Regions from separate parts of the Gossypium hirsutum genome. Here region 1 is linked to region 2. A link is a contact called in public Hi-C data. All regions are on one chromosome and are shown on one strand. The core of a region is the stretch at or near the end of the contact, and the rest is flanking DNA. Distances in the headings are between cores, read along the strand shown. Region 1 holds the start of LOC121203000. Region 2 holds the start of LOC107948941 (omega-3 fatty acid desaturase, chloroplastic-like).

Region 1 (4,925 bases), core at 1,307-3,806, 150 kb after region 2:
TTAAAACACATGGTTCAAATTGTAAATATATATGTACTTATTTCGTGGATAACATAAGTATGAAATATTAAAATGAAAAAAAAAAGAAGAAGAAGGGTAAATTACACCAACAGTCACTCAATTTTGGGTAGCTGACAAAACAGTCATTCTGGTTTCAATTCAATTACTCAACTTTAGAAAAATAACAAAACAATCACTAACGTTATCAAAAAGTGACAAATTAGTCACCCATTAACTTTTTTCGTCACTGGCTTAACGGGACCGCTAACGTGGCTAGTTAACTTGCCACGTTGGACGAGGCAAAGTTGAGTGATTTTTTTTCGTCCTTCATTTTCTATTTTTTAATAAATGGCCCAATTTTTTTACTTTTTACGTAAATGACCCAATATGTTTATGCTTTTTCTTCTCCACCCCAACAATCTCTATTTTCAAATATAGTGATCTGCTTCTTCTTCTTCACTAACACAAATATGCTCAACTTTAAAAAAAATGCAGTTTTCATTTTCCATTTTCCACGAAAGAGAGATGATGGTCAACATTAAACATCATCATCATCCATTAACTACTGTAGGTTTAGACCTTACATGGGTATAACCAACAAGATCCATTAACTGACAAATGAGTTTCCATTTCAATACAAACCATATGTACTCAACAAAACACTCACAATCAGATACTTACCAAACATCACCATGGTAGTAAACCAATAAAAAGTTTTAAGACAAAAGGTAATAAAGAAAACAAAAATCCCATAGAGAAAAAGAAATGGAAATAGCAACAATTGCATCGTTTTATCCCTAAACCATGGCAGATTCTAAGTCCAAAGCATCTAGTACAAAGAAGAAGAAATAAAGATGACCTGAGAAGAGATTAGATGGTGCATTTGGCTGGATATGGCGAAGAAAAGCTCTCGACCGTTCTCACCACTGGAACCTTTCTTTGTGAAGCTTGCCTCACCGTCGTCACCGCGATCCATGACTTTTTTTTCTTTTCTCGATTCCTGGCTCAGTCACAAATCTCAAATTTTTTCTCTTCTCCTCATCCTTTTTCCTTCTTCTTTTTCTTCTTCTTTTATCGCCCAGCCTAACTAGGGTTTTAATTTGGGGTCGTTTACATAGTAGAATGGCATGCCACTTTTCCGTTACGTTTATAATGAAAAATGGTTAAAAGGTCTGTTTTGTTATTTTTCAAAAGTTGAGTGACTGAATTGAAACCAAAGTGACTATTTTGTCAGCTACCCTAAAGTTGAATGACTATTGGTGTAATTTACCCCCCAAAACAAACAACCCTCTTCAATTTATAGGCATAGTATTTTTTTTTCAAAAATGTTGATCAAAGTTGTTCATGTATATGTTGTTTTATATGTACTCTATGTCAAATTTGAAATGACATTTATTGCCTAAATTTATGGGCAAGACCTATCATATTTTTATGACTTAATTAATACAAAATTGATCACTTGCCTATCAACATGAATACTATAACATGCTTCAAACCATATCAACCCCACTTATTGACACCCTATCATTAGATGCTTCACAGTTTCCTTCACCATATGACACAAATCACAAATAGGGAATCTTTACACCTTCTCTTCACATATTAATATTAGTTGGGATGGTGTTACTACATAATATACGCATTCTTAGGATGAACTTACTATTGAATCGTACCAATTGATATGATTCACAGCTAACCTTTTTTACATAGGGTCCTTCCCAATTCGTCATTATCTTGTCTTTTAGTATTTTTTTGCTAATGGCCTTTACGTGCCTCAAATTCATGTATGAGCTGGGCATTTTATTGCAATGTTCCTTGATGTCGTTGGAACTATTCTTGAAGGAGCTTGAGTTGCTTCGGTAGTTTTGTATATTGTTGGCTCGCATTCATATTGTTTTGGATGGAGGAATGGTCAGTTAGTGGCAATAGGGGTAGGGGGTTATTTGCAAGTTGCAACTTGAGGTTCATATTGATTTAGGTAGCTATGGTAGTACTAAGGCTGAGGTTGCGTGTAAATTTGCTAGTGATACTATTGGTAGGCTAGATGGGTGGTGTTGTACGAATATCCCTCGTGATGACTAGGTTGACCATAGTGGTTATAGGCAAAATATTGCTGGTATCCTGACCTCATAGGGCATTGGTAGTAAGGCTTTATTTTTATAGGTTTGAAGATTTAATGTGGGTCTTTCAAAAATGATCACTTTAGCTTACAAGTCTAATTTTAAGATTATGGATATCTTTTTTTTTTTTAACATTAATTTCATTAAGGTTCTTATCATAACTGCTCTTTTTGATACTATGCCTAGAACTACTCATAACCCCTCCCCAACCCTTAAATAGGAAGATAATGCACTTCAACGTACTCAAACTCATGACCTTCTGCATTGACAATAATGCCAATGCCAATCGAACTAAGACTCAATTGACAAAATTATGGGTATCTCATTTAGATTTGATTGACTTTTAAAGTTATAAGATATGACACGAGACATTATTAATTTTTAAAAGATGAATGAGGTAAATTTATGTACAAGTGACCTTGCTTGAATTGGAGGAGTTGCGTCTCGATCCTTTGTCCGGGAATATGTATCAAACTTGTAATTTCCCTTGTAAAAGAATATATAAAATTTCTTGATTGTTGAAAATAGAATTCTATAAATCCAACAAGACAAAGAAAAAGAATTGGAAAGGCCCAAGGAGCTAAACTTTTCGTTTAGACAACAAAAAAGTTTTCTGGCCTGTTAATCGCCATGGTCCATCAAAGCCCCTGAGCCCTGACCCAGCTTCAACCCCACAACTCAGAAGGACACTCGTGCGGTCCTGCCTGCGCCTGATATAAACGAAACTCAAGCCTCCTTAACAGAGATCAGGTAGCTTCGAGAAACAAAGGAGCCTGCTACATCGTCTTCATCGTTTTCATTTGCCAGGTAAAACTCCTCTTTATCATCATAAGTCCTAGCGTTAATTCTTTTTTAACCTTTTATATAATTACATAATGATTGTTTTGTTGTCTAACAAAAATATTAGGGTTTTTTTGACTTCGGGCTTTTTGATCTGATATTTGTTTTTATTTTAATTTTTTTATCAGATTTTGGGAACTGATCATGGCTGGAGGAGGAAATTTCATGCACAGAGTTATATCTTATGTCGTCAATGAGCTTGTCGTTGATAGACTTGCAAATAGGTACCTTTTTTTCTCTGGTTTATTTTTCATTATTTTCCATTGATTTTTTTTCCTTATTGATTTATTTTTCTAGAATAAGAAAAAAAATCAAAATATTTTCTCGAGATCAGAAAGGTTGAATATTTGTTCGTGTAATTCTAAAGACTTGAAAATAGCTTGTTGTTTGTTAACTATTTATGGAAGCTTCTTTCTCTGGCTGCTGGGACTGCTCTGTTTCCCATCAGTTCGTTCACTTGAAGCAAAAGTGCCTCAATTCTCAAATCACACACACACACACACACATCGATAGTGCAACATGCCTTGCATTATGGATTAAGGAGGTTTGAGAAGATTTTTACCTCAAAATCAGCCCCCTTTCCCTTTTTGGTACAAATTTATTTGAAATGATATTGACTTTTTGTTTAATATATCTTTTCAAATGCTTGAGACCAAATTTTGTTTTTAAAGTTTGTGAATCATCTAGGAAAAGGATTCCGAAATTTGGTTTGCTTCGATAGAGTTGTTAATGTTAGGCATATGCTATCTCCAGTGTAAAATATCTGGAACTGGATTTTTTTGTTGGGGGGGGGATTGAGAAAATTTTCATATGAACAAAATAAATAATTGAACATTGAAGTTTGATCTTTAATAGCCGGTGGAAAGTTTTCTCATAGTTTTAGGCAATCTGAGTTCTTTTTCCTTTTAGTTTCATTGATTGTTTGTTTGCTTACATTAATCATTGCTCTATGATTCCTTCGAGGACCAACCTTTGTTTCTTTTTTATCTTCTTTGGTTTTTTATGTTTTTTATTTTTCAGCCCTGCATTCCAAAGATTTGCTGTGAGGACATCAAAGAGGATAGAAGATATCTCCAGTATGGGTATGTGCATGTCTCGTCCTGTTACTATGATCTTTTTCTAAATTCTGTGTGTGAATTTAACCTGCTATTATCCTACAAAAAGCCAACGAAAGACCTTGCTGATGTTAATTGCCGGCTTTGGTGCATGCAGCTGAGAAGAAGAGGCAAGAACTCGCTGAACAAATGAAAGAAATCTCGAAAAACATGGAGGTTGGCTGTAATTATTTAACTTGATATTAAAACTTTACCTTTGGTGGATATTTTATTGTTTCTAACCACATATTGTTTTCCTTGCAGTCTAAAAACTAATGATCGTATTCGTACAACTGCTCTGACCCTCTCGTAGTTTTGGTAATCTCTAGCTTATGTACTGCTATATGAATCCATTTTCTGAAATAGAGGGGCGTAATTTGGCACCTCTAATCCACTGGTTATGGTACTGCTGCATGTATTTCAAAGGTGGTTTATTCTCTTCCAATTGGATAATGTAGGAGAAGTTTTCTTTTTGAATATGCAATGATACATATATATATCCCATTTATAATGAGTGATATTGACAAGCTGGTGGTAGTATTATGTTACATGGAACTCGTTGTGATTTTGGATAGTGGCATTTGCTCGTTTCATTCGGTCTTGATGTTTATATACTTTTCCAGATGTTAAATTGATGAAATAAGAGGTTAAAATGTGTGGCTTGTGATTTAAGGTAAGTTCAAAGTCAAATGAACTCTCTCTTGCAGTGCTGGTTGAAGATGTTTGTTCATCATAGGCAAAAGATGTGAGCATCAATGATCATCTCTCCCTATAAACATTTTTGGTAACCACCATTGACTTCCAAGAGATTTTCAGACAAAATAATTCAATTTTATTGTGTTTCGGGTTTCGACTTGATTCAATTGTATGG
Region 2 (4,911 bases), core at 1,242-3,741:
TAGGATAATTTATTGGTACCGCAAATGATAAGGATTGTTGATAATGGATCCATTACCAAAGCTATAAAGCAACAAAACAGTAGTTTCACAAAACTGAATATAGGTAAACATGATGTGATTCTCCATCACAAAATTGACAAAACTATAATGTCGGCACTTCCATTCTTGTTCACACACTTATAACTCCTTCCTTCCATTTTTAGAAGAAAGCGATAAATTTTCATTTTCATTTTGTTGGTTTAAGCAATTGCTATTTCTCGTTCAAAGAATAAAACTATACATCTTTCCTTCACTAGTAGAATGCCAATACAGTAAATATATATGTACCTAACTTTTTCCTCGTAGAAAAAGGTAAAAAAAAAAAAATTGAAACTCCAATTGTCTTCTACCATGGCAATGAAAGCTCATTGCACAGGTCTCTTATGGTTAAGCTAGCAAGTCTGAAGCCAAGAGCTTGAATTCCACCCATTAGTGTGGGGCTGAGCTATTTTATGAAGCATTCTTTTTGAGTTCTGGGTCAGTTTGGTAGTAAACAACATCCCCAGTGTCACTAACATAATGATCGTTCTTCAAGCTTCTCATCAAACTTCCGATGAGGTGGAAAGGTAAAGGCCCTGATTGTTCCGGCTCTCGATAGTATTTTCGGAGAACTGGCTTCGCTGCCTCGGTCTATGACACAACATTATACCAACATAATAATTAGATAAAAAAATGAAATAAGAGAACATCAAAGTGGGAAAAAAAAAAAAAGAGATACGTAAAGGTACTAACCGCCTCTACTAAATGGTAGTGTGGGATTTGTGGAAACAAATGGTGTATGACATGGGTTCCAATATCATGGTGGATGTTGTTGATCCATCCATAGTCACGGTCAAGTGTTGTAAGACCTCCCCTTAAGTAACTCCATTCCTATCCATATTTGTTATTTTATTTGTAAGTTTCCATATGAATTTCAACATAGGCGCCTTAGCATATTAAATTAGACCAACAAAGTTCATATACCTTCCCACGGTACCAAGGAAGCTTCTCTTCATGACCATGGTGATGCAAGTATGTAACCCCATCCAGCCACATCACGAAAATCTAAACATCAAACCAAAGACGAGTCAAATCATATTTTCTACTTCCCGATATCGTTTCCTTGAAAGAAGAAACTTGAAACCTACCCAATATGGAATGCCATATAGTTTAAGCAACTGCATAGGACCCATTGTGAAACCCAAGCCAACAAGAAAAGCAGCCATGGCTGTCCAACATAGAGTGGAAGTAATAACATCTTTTCGTTCGGTCGGGACAAACAAATCACTGCTGGGGTCGAAGTGCGAACCGCTCTTTCCCGGACTTCTGTTCCACTGCAATTTAAAGTGAAATCAACCATTAATTTCTCAACATATAGGAATCATCAAAAATTTAATAACCACGAAAACACTTACAAGGTAGAAAGGGAATGCAAGCATGGGAAAAGGCAATATGAACCGCAATGTTCGTGTTAGAGTATCTAAACTCCTGTATATCTTCTCAGATAACTGCAATTGAATTGACAAAAGTGTTTACAATTTAGACCAAAGGCCGTGATTCATCATTCTCAATATAAGAGAAAAAAAAGAAGAGAGAAATTAACTCACCGGGTGCCATGATTCATCATTCTCAACATGACCATGGTTTTGATGGTGAGTCCTGTGGCTAATTCTCCTGTAAAGTTCAATCATAATGGAAATGAATTCAATTAAAACTTTTCATATGCAAATGGAGAAGAGATGAACCTTTCAAGAAATACTAGGCATACCATCCATGGTAAGGCACAAGAATGGAAGAATGCAAGAGATGCCCCACTACACCGTTTAACTTGGGATCGTTTGAAAAGCTACCGTGGCCGCTGCACAAAGAAATGAAACAAAATCCATGAAACATATTAAGACAGTCAGATCTAATAACAGAGGAGGTTGTAACTCGCAAATGCAAATCAAAAAAAAAAAAAAAGTTTACCAGTCATGACCAAGAACAAAAAGAGCCCAAAACATGGTTCCTTGAGCAGCCCAGTAAAGAGGCCAAACAATCCAGTTGTTAACATAGACCGCAGCAGCCGCCAGGCCTAACACCACAGCGACATCCCTCACCACGTAGCTCATAGATTTCCATGGATCCTTCACCCAACAATGCTTCGGTATGGCCGCTCTTATATCAGCCAACTTAAACGGCGGAGGCGCCCCAGGGTCGAACCCTGCCTCTTGTTCTTGTTCCTCAAATCCATTAATACCATGGTTCCTCTCTTTCCTTCCCTCATCTTCTTCAACGGATGCAACTCTAAATGGGGCACTCACGTTTAGACCCCAGTTCCTGGATTTGATTGGATTTAATATTTTTAGATCTGGGAAATTCTTGTTTTTGGTTAAAAATCTGGATTTTGAAGAACTCCTCGAGATAACGCCAGCGACGGGTCTATCGTAGATACAAGGAAGAGGCTTTAAACCAGATATAATGAAACCCGCCATTGAAGACTCAGGTAAAAAGAAAAACTCAACCACCGGTTTGCTTTCAGAAAAGAATAAAATATAGGGAAAAAAATATGTTAAGTACAAGTAACAATCTTTGGTTACACGACAACGTCAAAGATCCCGCCTTTTTAATGATGTTCCTCCTCACAGAATAACAGAAAATAAAAAAGGGCTGAGATAGAAGGGTGCTATAGTGAGAAAGAAAGAGAGATAGGCAAACACTGAGAGGATCGCGGCTGAACGAAGAAGAGGGGAGTGGGGATTTTATATTTAAGGTTGCCGGGCTGCGGAGAGGTTGTTCAGAGTCAGAAACATATTTTTTCAATATATATAATGGAGGTATGTATGGAATAAAGTTACCGAGTACTCTCAACTCGATTTCCAGTCCCTGTCATTGGAGCGTGTATTTCACTTTTTCTACGGGTTCAGCAGCCCCTATTACTGGCGCAACCGGTAGGGCGGGCGTTTTTTTCTCCTCCCAATCTCACTCCCCCCCCCCCCCACCCCCGCCCTTTTTTTTTTCTTTTAAATATTTTATTATTTAATTTTAAACTCAATTTCGAAATAATTTTTATACTATAAATATTTTTATTCATAATTCTTCTTATTTTAAAATAAAAAATACATTTAAATACAGAATCAATTAAACTAAAAATCAATCCACTTGAAAATTTTTTATCTTATTTTTAAACTTTTGATCTAAATTCTTTTAAAAAAATTAACAAAAGCAATGAAAATATTAAAGAATTGTTTTTAAGGTAAAAATATTATTACCTTTTTAAAAAAATTATTATAGATTCTAATTATATCTCCTCTTTTTTGACACAATATTTAAAATTATTTATAATTCTTACACAACTCATAAATAGAAAGATAATGCGCTCTATTTTTATAATAATATTTTGTTTTTGGTTATATCTCAATTATTTATAGTAACATTTTAATTTGATTTTTTTAAGATGTTATTTGATATTTTAATTTATAAATTTTTTATTTTGCATTTTAGTCCTTTTTTTTTAACATTTCAGGAGTCAATTTTAAAAAAAAAGCTTTAATATTGTAAATGATAATACAATGTTAATAGAAATAAATAGATTGAAAATTTTCTCCATTTTAAGTGGTAAGAAATTACTTATCTACTTAATTTATAAAAAAATATTTATTTACTTATCATTTTTTTATTTTTTATATAAAATTAAACCATTAATATTGATTTAATTTTTCAATGTATTATAAAAGAACTTAAAGTAATAGCCAATTAACTTAATCAAAAGCATAGATAATAATATAAATATACGGTAGAAATTATAGTTAAAACCTAAAAAAATAAAAATAGAATGAAAATCTTAATAAATATATTACAGAAATTTGAGAATTTTAATGAAAAACCCAACATATCCAACTGAGAACTCGATTTTTATTTTTTTATAATATAAAATCAGGACGGCTCAAAAATCCAAGAGTTGTAAGATTTGATATTTCCAAAGGTAGGCGGTTGTAGCAGTGGATTTCCTGCTCCCTTCATCAGTTATTCATGGACGGAGGGTTTTCAACACGAGCTTCTTAAGGTCGGTTCCCCAAAAACAAAATGATGAAAAACCCACAGAGTGGGAACTCCCTCACACGTGATGAAATTTATGATTCATTGAATGGTTGATTAATTTAATCTCCAACTCAAACTCACGTTAATCGCTCATGAAACACGCAAACAATCACTTCCTTTTTTTTCCTGTCTATTCTCCCATCTTTATTTCACTTTTGACCTTGTTTGTTTTACACGGGCTAATGAGTACTTTTAAAATGTCAAAGTATTAACTCTTTTTTTTTTTTGATAACGATGAATTTAATTTTTTAATGTTTGTATATTTTATTAATTTTTTATTTAAATTTAAATATTAATTTTTAAAAAAAAGTCAAATAAATATTCACTAAAATTTTAATTTTTTAAAAATATTGCCATCGCAACCCATGTGGCATTTTACATAACACTATTTGTATTATATGTTATGTCAATAAATAATTTTAAAAATTACAAAATATTAAAAAATAAATAATTAAAATAATAGCATATATTACACATGGTCTATCATTTGAACTACATCTTTAAAAATTTAACTATTTAATCAATATTTTATTAAAAGTAATAATAATATGACTATTTTTTTAATATAACTCTTCTTTAAAATATTAAGACTAAATTGACAAAAAAATATAAATATTAAGAACTAAATTTTCAATTATACCCATTTTTTTCCCTTGCTCCCCCAAACTAAAACTCTAACAAATTAGCCAACCGACCAAGTCGGCAAGGAATACGTGGACCATGCGAAACACGAAAAGGGAATTAATTATTAATTAAATAATTTCTAGTGTGAGACCAAACAAAAGAACCTAAATTCAACAAAGATAAAGGCAG

Evidence for each region. Hi-C and Micro-C count contacts between places; a contact is called where the count stands out from the background.
Region 1: a Hi-C map of leaf shows a contact between it and region 2, with 3 times the contacts expected there. The contact joins the promoter of LOC121203000 here to the promoter of LOC107948941 in region 2. A contact is called at or near these places in 9 of 34 Hi-C or Micro-C datasets (anther, callus, hypocotyl and 2 more).

Annotation. Positions count from the first base shown.
Region 1 is chrA04:77,591,962-77,596,886 of Gossypium_hirsutum_v2.1, forward strand. LOC121203000 reads left to right here and starts at 2,557. Exons shown (of 6, transcript XM_041111412.1): 1 at 2,557-2,927; 2 at 3,089-3,184; 3 at 3,981-4,042; 4 at 4,173-4,231; 5 at 4,319-4,372; 6 at 4,762-4,925. The coding sequence starts at 3,105. The coding sequence ends at 4,330.
Region 2 is chrA04:77,442,946-77,447,856 of Gossypium_hirsutum_v2.1, forward strand. LOC107948941 (omega-3 fatty acid desaturase, chloroplastic-like) reads right to left here and starts at 2,492. Exons shown (of 8, transcript NM_001327553.1): 1 at 1,987-2,492; 2 at 1,787-1,876; 3 at 1,626-1,692; 4 at 1,434-1,526; 5 at 1,167-1,352; 6 at 1,003-1,083; 7 at 772-909; 8 at 490-669. The coding sequence starts at 2,492. The coding sequence ends at 490. It overlaps LOC107948942, which reads right to left. Exons shown (of 24, transcript XM_016883612.2): 24 at 4,892-4,911.